Linked DNA regions of Sus scrofa: region 2 is linked to region 1. The links are chromatin contacts, called in public targeted proximity ligation maps. All regions are on one chromosome and are shown on one strand. The core of a region is the stretch at or near the end of the contact, and the rest is flanking DNA. Distances in the headings are between cores, read along the strand shown.

Region 1 (2,886 bases), core at 165-2,664:
TCCCTCCAGGATGTCTACAAAATTGGTGATATTTGTACTGTCCTCTTGGGTTGAGTGGAGACTAGTGTTCCCAAACCTGGCATGGTAGTCACCTTTGCTCCAGTCAATGTCACAACTGAAGTAAAGTTTGTTGAACTGCTCCATGAAGCTTTGAGTCAAGACTTTCCTGGGGACAACATGGGCTTCGATGGCAAGAGCTTGTCTGTCAAAGATGTTCCTTGTGGCAATGTGGCTGGTGACAGCAAAAATGACCTAATGGAAACAGCTGGCTTTATAAGTGATTATCTTGAACCATCCTGACCAAATCAGTGCTGGATATGCACCTGTGCTAGATTGCCACACAGCTCACATTGCCTGCAAGTTTGCTGAACTGAAGGAGATCAATCGTCATTCTGGGAAAAAGCCAGGAGATGCCCCTGAGTTTTGAAATCTGGTGATGCTGCCATCATTGACATGGTTCTTGACAAGCCCATGTATGTTGAGAGCTTCTCTGACTATCCTCCGCTGGGCGGTTTTGCTGTTTGTGACATGAGACAGACAGTTGCTGTAGGTGTCATCAAAGCAGTGGACAAGAAGGCAGCTGGAGCTGGCAAGGACAACAAGTCTGCTCAGAAAGCTCAGAAGGCTAAATGAATGTTATCGCCAATATCTGCCACCCCAGGCTTAATTAGTGGTAGAAGAAATGTCTCAGAAATATTTGTCTCAATTGGCCATTTAAGTTTAATAGTAAAAGACTGGTTAATGATAACAATGCATTGTAAAAACTTCAGAAGATTTTGTGGACCATTTGTTTTGTGTGTGGCAGTTTTTAGTTTTTAAAATCAGTACTTTTTAATGGAAACAACTTAACCAAAAATCTGTCACAGAGGAGTTTCCGTCATAGCGCAGGGGAAATGAATCCAACCAGGAACCATGATGTTTTGGATTCGATCCCTGGCCTCTTTCAGTGGGTTAAGGATCCGGGGTTGCCCTGAGCTGTGGTGTAGGTCACAGACACAGCTCAGATCTGGCGTTGCTGTGGCTGTGGCGTAGGCCAGCAGCTGTAGCTCTGATTCAACCACTAGCCTAGGAACCTCCATATGACACAGATGTGGGCCCCCTCCCAAAAAAAGAGTCTGTCACAGAATTTTGAGACCCATTTAAAAAAGTTTAATGAGGAAAAAAAACGTATTTGGGAAGTGGCCACCTAGTTACTTAAGCATGGCCCACATCTGCCAATTTTGCCAAGGTTATCTATTAGAGCTCCCTGGGTACCTTTTAAAGAAATACTGATGCCCAAAACCTACCTCAAACACAAATGAACTCTGGGTGAAGATCTCTAGAACCACCAACTTAGAGGCTAATAATTATAATCTGAAAGGATTTTGTGAAGTGTTCCCCACAACAGCCACTAGAGGGAGGTGTAGCAATATATTTCCCCTACCTGCACCCCAGCATCCCCAACAACTTCGCTTGCACTGAAAGGATGTGGACTCTGTCCCAGACTTGCTGAAACTGTGGCTGGATTCTCATCAGTTCACAGCACTTACAGGCTGGAGGGAAAACTGACCCTTCCCCTTAGAGATAAGGAGGGCCAATGTGGGTTGATAACAGACTCTAATCAAAGTTAACTGCCATACATTGATTTCACAGAAGACTCTTAATTTTACTCAATGCTTCACTCATTCGACAAATTGTTATTAAGTTCCTACTAAGTGTTAGAGGTTGTCACCCAGGAGGAGATACAAAGAACAAGGCAATTAAAATACTATGATAGGTAGAAAACCACATGATCTTCTGGGACAACCTGAAAGTAAAAGGCGATGCTGTTAACAATTACACTGGGGCAGTGGCTGGGAAACCAGAACGACAGAGAGGGTGAGGCGTGTTCAGCAAGCACACAGAGGTGCACAAAACTCAGACTTCAGGAGAGAGGGGATTAAGTTTGTTTAAATAATTAGTTAAAAAGTTTTAAGTAACAATGGAAATTAAAATCTCCTTCTCCTAATAGTCCATGGTGTCTAAGTCTCCTTTTTTCAATTATCTATTGCATGACACCTGCCCCTTACATGCCCCTCCCACTGTCCTGACTGCTCTCCTCTAGACATAGTTGGGTTTGTCCATGCTTCTTAAAATGTACTGCTCAAGACTGAACTCTGCTTTAGATGTAAAGTATACCAATGCAGACAAGAGTGAAACTGTTATCTTCCAGTATCTTCTGCAGCTATTTTGGTTTTTAATTGGACTCAGGTCCACAGAAATGGATGAATACAATTTGCATATTCCTCATTTCATTGTATATAATCATCACTGGTCCATGTACTAGGCCTCTTTCATCTCATTTTAATATTGTATTTTCCCCTTCATACCCCATCCCTGTTCTCTTTCTGCTTCCCACCTCCCTGTCCCTGGATAGAATCTGTCAAATGTGTTCATTAAGTGCATGTTTACAAGTATATATGGATCTCTAGAACTGTTTTGAAGTTACATATGTAGACATTTCATTCTATTTTCAGTTTCATTTTGGTTTTGTTGCTCAATATTGTGATTCTTGGACATTTCCAAGTTGAAACATGTAGCTTTAGCTTAGTTTTTTTGAATATTGTATAGTATTATATGGAACTCTAGAACTGTTTTGAAGTTACACATGTAGACATTTCATTCTGTTTTCAGTTTCATTTTGGTTTTGTTGCTCAATATTGTGATTTTTGGACATTTCCAAGTTGAAACATGTAGCTTTAGCTTAGTTTTTTTGAATATTGTATACTATTATATCCTACAGACATGCTACATTTCATCTACCGATTTCCTTATTGATAAGCATTGAAGTTTTTCCAAACAATACTATGATGAACAACCTTATATTTGTCATTTTATATCTCTTTTGCCACCCATGTAAGTAATTCT
Region 2 (2,886 bases), core at 186-2,685, 150 kb after region 1:
CTCCTGCCCTGCCCCCTAGAAAGAGCACCTCCAGACTTTGCCAAGGACTAGGGAGAAGGGGTGGCCTGCAAAGGCCAGCCAGAATGACTCAACCCTGGACCCCCTGCAGGAGAGAAGCAGGCAATGCTTTCCTATTCTCAGCCAGGAAAACGATGACTTGGAGAAAGCAGGTTCTGGCCAGGCCAACAGTCTGGACCAGGGGAGATTTTAGCAGGAAGCAGCTGGTTTCGGCCCAGAGGCTACCCCAGGCCTCTCCTCCCCTCCCTTCATCTTCCCCCGACTCAAAACTTCTGAGTGGGCCCACAGGGGGCTGCCTATGGCTGCTTCTCTTGGCATCACGTCCCTAGCACCTACATCAGACAGACCTATGGTTCCTGCCAGGTCAAGCTAGCGGCTCTGCTTGAGGCTGTGTGCATGTCTGGGTGAAAGCAGGTGAGGCGGGGGGTGAAGGATGGAAACTGCAGATAATGTGGTGGGAGGCAGGAAGAGAAGGTGAGTAGAGAAACCACTCTCCGAAAACCAAACATCCTGAATTAGGCAAAGGCCTGAGCGTATCTGACTCTGTGTGGACCGAGGGGCAGTATCTTCCTTCTATACTTGCACTTTCTAGTTCTTCAGAAGAGAGGAACCTCTCCTTCTCCCCTCATCCCTCTCACCCAGACCCTGCTCGGTCTTCAGAAACCAGCCTCACCCCCTCACAAAAGCCCCCACCTACCCCTGCACCCACTGTCACGACCTCCCCTCGGACCCCGACCCCACCATCATCATCCCCATGCACTGAGCGGTCATTTCCTCTCTTCATTCACTGAGGCATCGTCTTGCTTAGGCCCCTTCTAGGAACCATGTACCCGGCTAGGCCCTGGAGACACAGGAGTGAATAAATCCCGAGTTCACAGTCCAGTGGAGCAGGTGCACACTAAACAAGTAAACAGGTGAATACAAACGACTTAACTACATCAGTGATGAAAGCAGAAGAACGAGGACAGTGCGACAGACAAGTCTGGGGAGCTGGACTACTTTAGAGTGAGTGGTTCTGGAAAGTCTGAGAAAATAACAGCCAAGCCTGAAGGAGCACAGGAGTTAAGCAGGCAGAACGGAAGGGAAAGCCTGCAGAGCAGAGAATCACCCGTGAAAGGCGGCAAAGACTTCAGTGGACTTAAAGAAACCGTGGAGCCGGAGCTGAGGAAGGGAGAGGGTGGCGGAAAGTGAGGCTGAAGAGGTGGCTGGGGCTGGGTTATTTGGCAAATGCCCAAGGGTCAGGCCAAGAGCTTGGGTTTTCTTCTAAAAGCAGTGGGAAGCCTGCAAAGGGTTTTGGCTATGCCCATATGGGCTGGCGGGAGACCACTGCAGCCGTGAGGCTTGGATGGGGCAGGGCAGGGAGGCAGGAAACAGTCATCTTTGCCACATATGTTGGTGACAGGACCGACAGGACCTAAGGGCGACTGTCTGCGGGGGAGGGCAGTGTCACGATCTCTGGCCATCACCAGGCAGGAAGACTGGGAGGAAGCAAGTCTGGGGAGGAAGTTAGTGAGTTCGGGTCCCAGCGTCCAGAGCCAGGCAGTGGAACAGGCAGCTGTTGTCAAAGGAGCTGGCTTCAGGCAAGTCTGAGCTGGTGCTATGGACAGTGTGCAGGGCCAAGGGAATGGATGGGATCACCTGGCCAGAGGGTTAAAGAAGGGGTTCCTGAGAACCCCAATATGTAAATATGTCCAAGGAAAGGGAGCAGGCAAAGGCGCTGGGAAGGCGAGGCCAGAGGGGCACGGAGGCAGAGGAGCCATGAATTAGCACACTTCCGAGTTAGGAATAAAATCAGCCAGTCAAGGAGTTACCATCGTGGCCCAGTGGTTAACGAATCCGACTAGGAACCATGAGGTTGAGGGTTCGATCCCTGCCCTTGCTCAGTGGGTTAAGGATCCGGCGTTGCCGTGAGCTGTGGTGTAGGTCGCAGATGCGGCTCGGATCCTGTGTTGCTGTGGCTCTGGTGTAGGCCGGTGGCTACAGCTCCGATTCAACCCCTAGCCTGGGAATCTCTGTATGCCGTGGGAGCGGCCCAAGAAATGGCAAAAAGACAAAAATAAATAAATAAATATAATAAAATAAAATAAAATCAGCCAGTCAAGTGCTGCCGTGGTCAAGTATGCTAAGAACTAAAATGAATCTGCTTTGTGTAGTTGTTAACTTTCCTCCAATTAAACTGACGCATCAGTAACTTGAGACTAAGAATTATGATTGATTTGATTGATACATACTTGTATCCACCACCCTCTCGTGGACACCCAGCAAGTAGCTGATACCCACCCAGTAAATGAAGACGCCTCTCTGACGCTCAGGGAAACTGCAATGACTGTGCGGAGATGAAATCCATACTAAATCCACTCACGGATCCTCCTAACAGAATGGTGCGGAGGCTCTTCATGGTCCAGTAATGTCTGTTGATATCCCCACGGCAAGGCAAATGTGTGACAGAGACACACTTAGGGGACAGAGCCATGATATCTTAACCTACCTGAAACCCTTCTAACCCTTTGCCACGAATAAGGCCCCACTCATGTCCTGGTCTGAAAATTACAGGTTGGGCTCCTCTACTCCACCTCTTGAGAACATTCTAGTGGTCTGGTCCCGATGCAGTTCCAGACATGTCACCTGTATCTCTCTTGCTATGGTTCAGCTTATTCTTTCTAGTCTGCCTCCTACAAACTGAATTGCACCAGGAGGTTCAAAGAGAATAAGTGGGTTACAGAGTGAAGGAGGTAGAGAAATAAAGAGGAAAAGCGCCGCCAGAGACACCAGAACCCAGACTCTCCATCTCCCCAGCCTGAACTCTCCTGTCTGCCAGGACCACAGCACAAAAAGAGCCTGTGATTTGCACCCAAAGATGTGAGCTCA

Evidence for each region.
Region 2: a contact with region 1 is called in a targeted proximity ligation map of alveolar macrophages. A contact is called at or near these places in 2 of 5 promoter capture datasets (fetal liver and liver), 15 of 47 Hi-C or Micro-C datasets (alveolar macrophages, blood, embryonic fibroblasts and 6 more) and 1 of 2 datasets of targeted methods (alveolar macrophages).

Annotation. Positions count from the first base shown.
Region 1 is chr4:89,911,352-89,914,237 of Sscrofa11.1, forward strand. It overlaps the pseudogene LOC100511506. Among named protein-coding and RNA genes, the nearest start is that of CD84, 19 kb to the right of the region's middle.
Region 2 is chr4:90,063,171-90,066,056 of Sscrofa11.1, forward strand. All of the region lies in intron 1 of VANGL2 (vang-like protein 2), which reads right to left. Among named protein-coding and RNA genes, the nearest start is that of VANGL2, 16 kb to the right of the region's middle.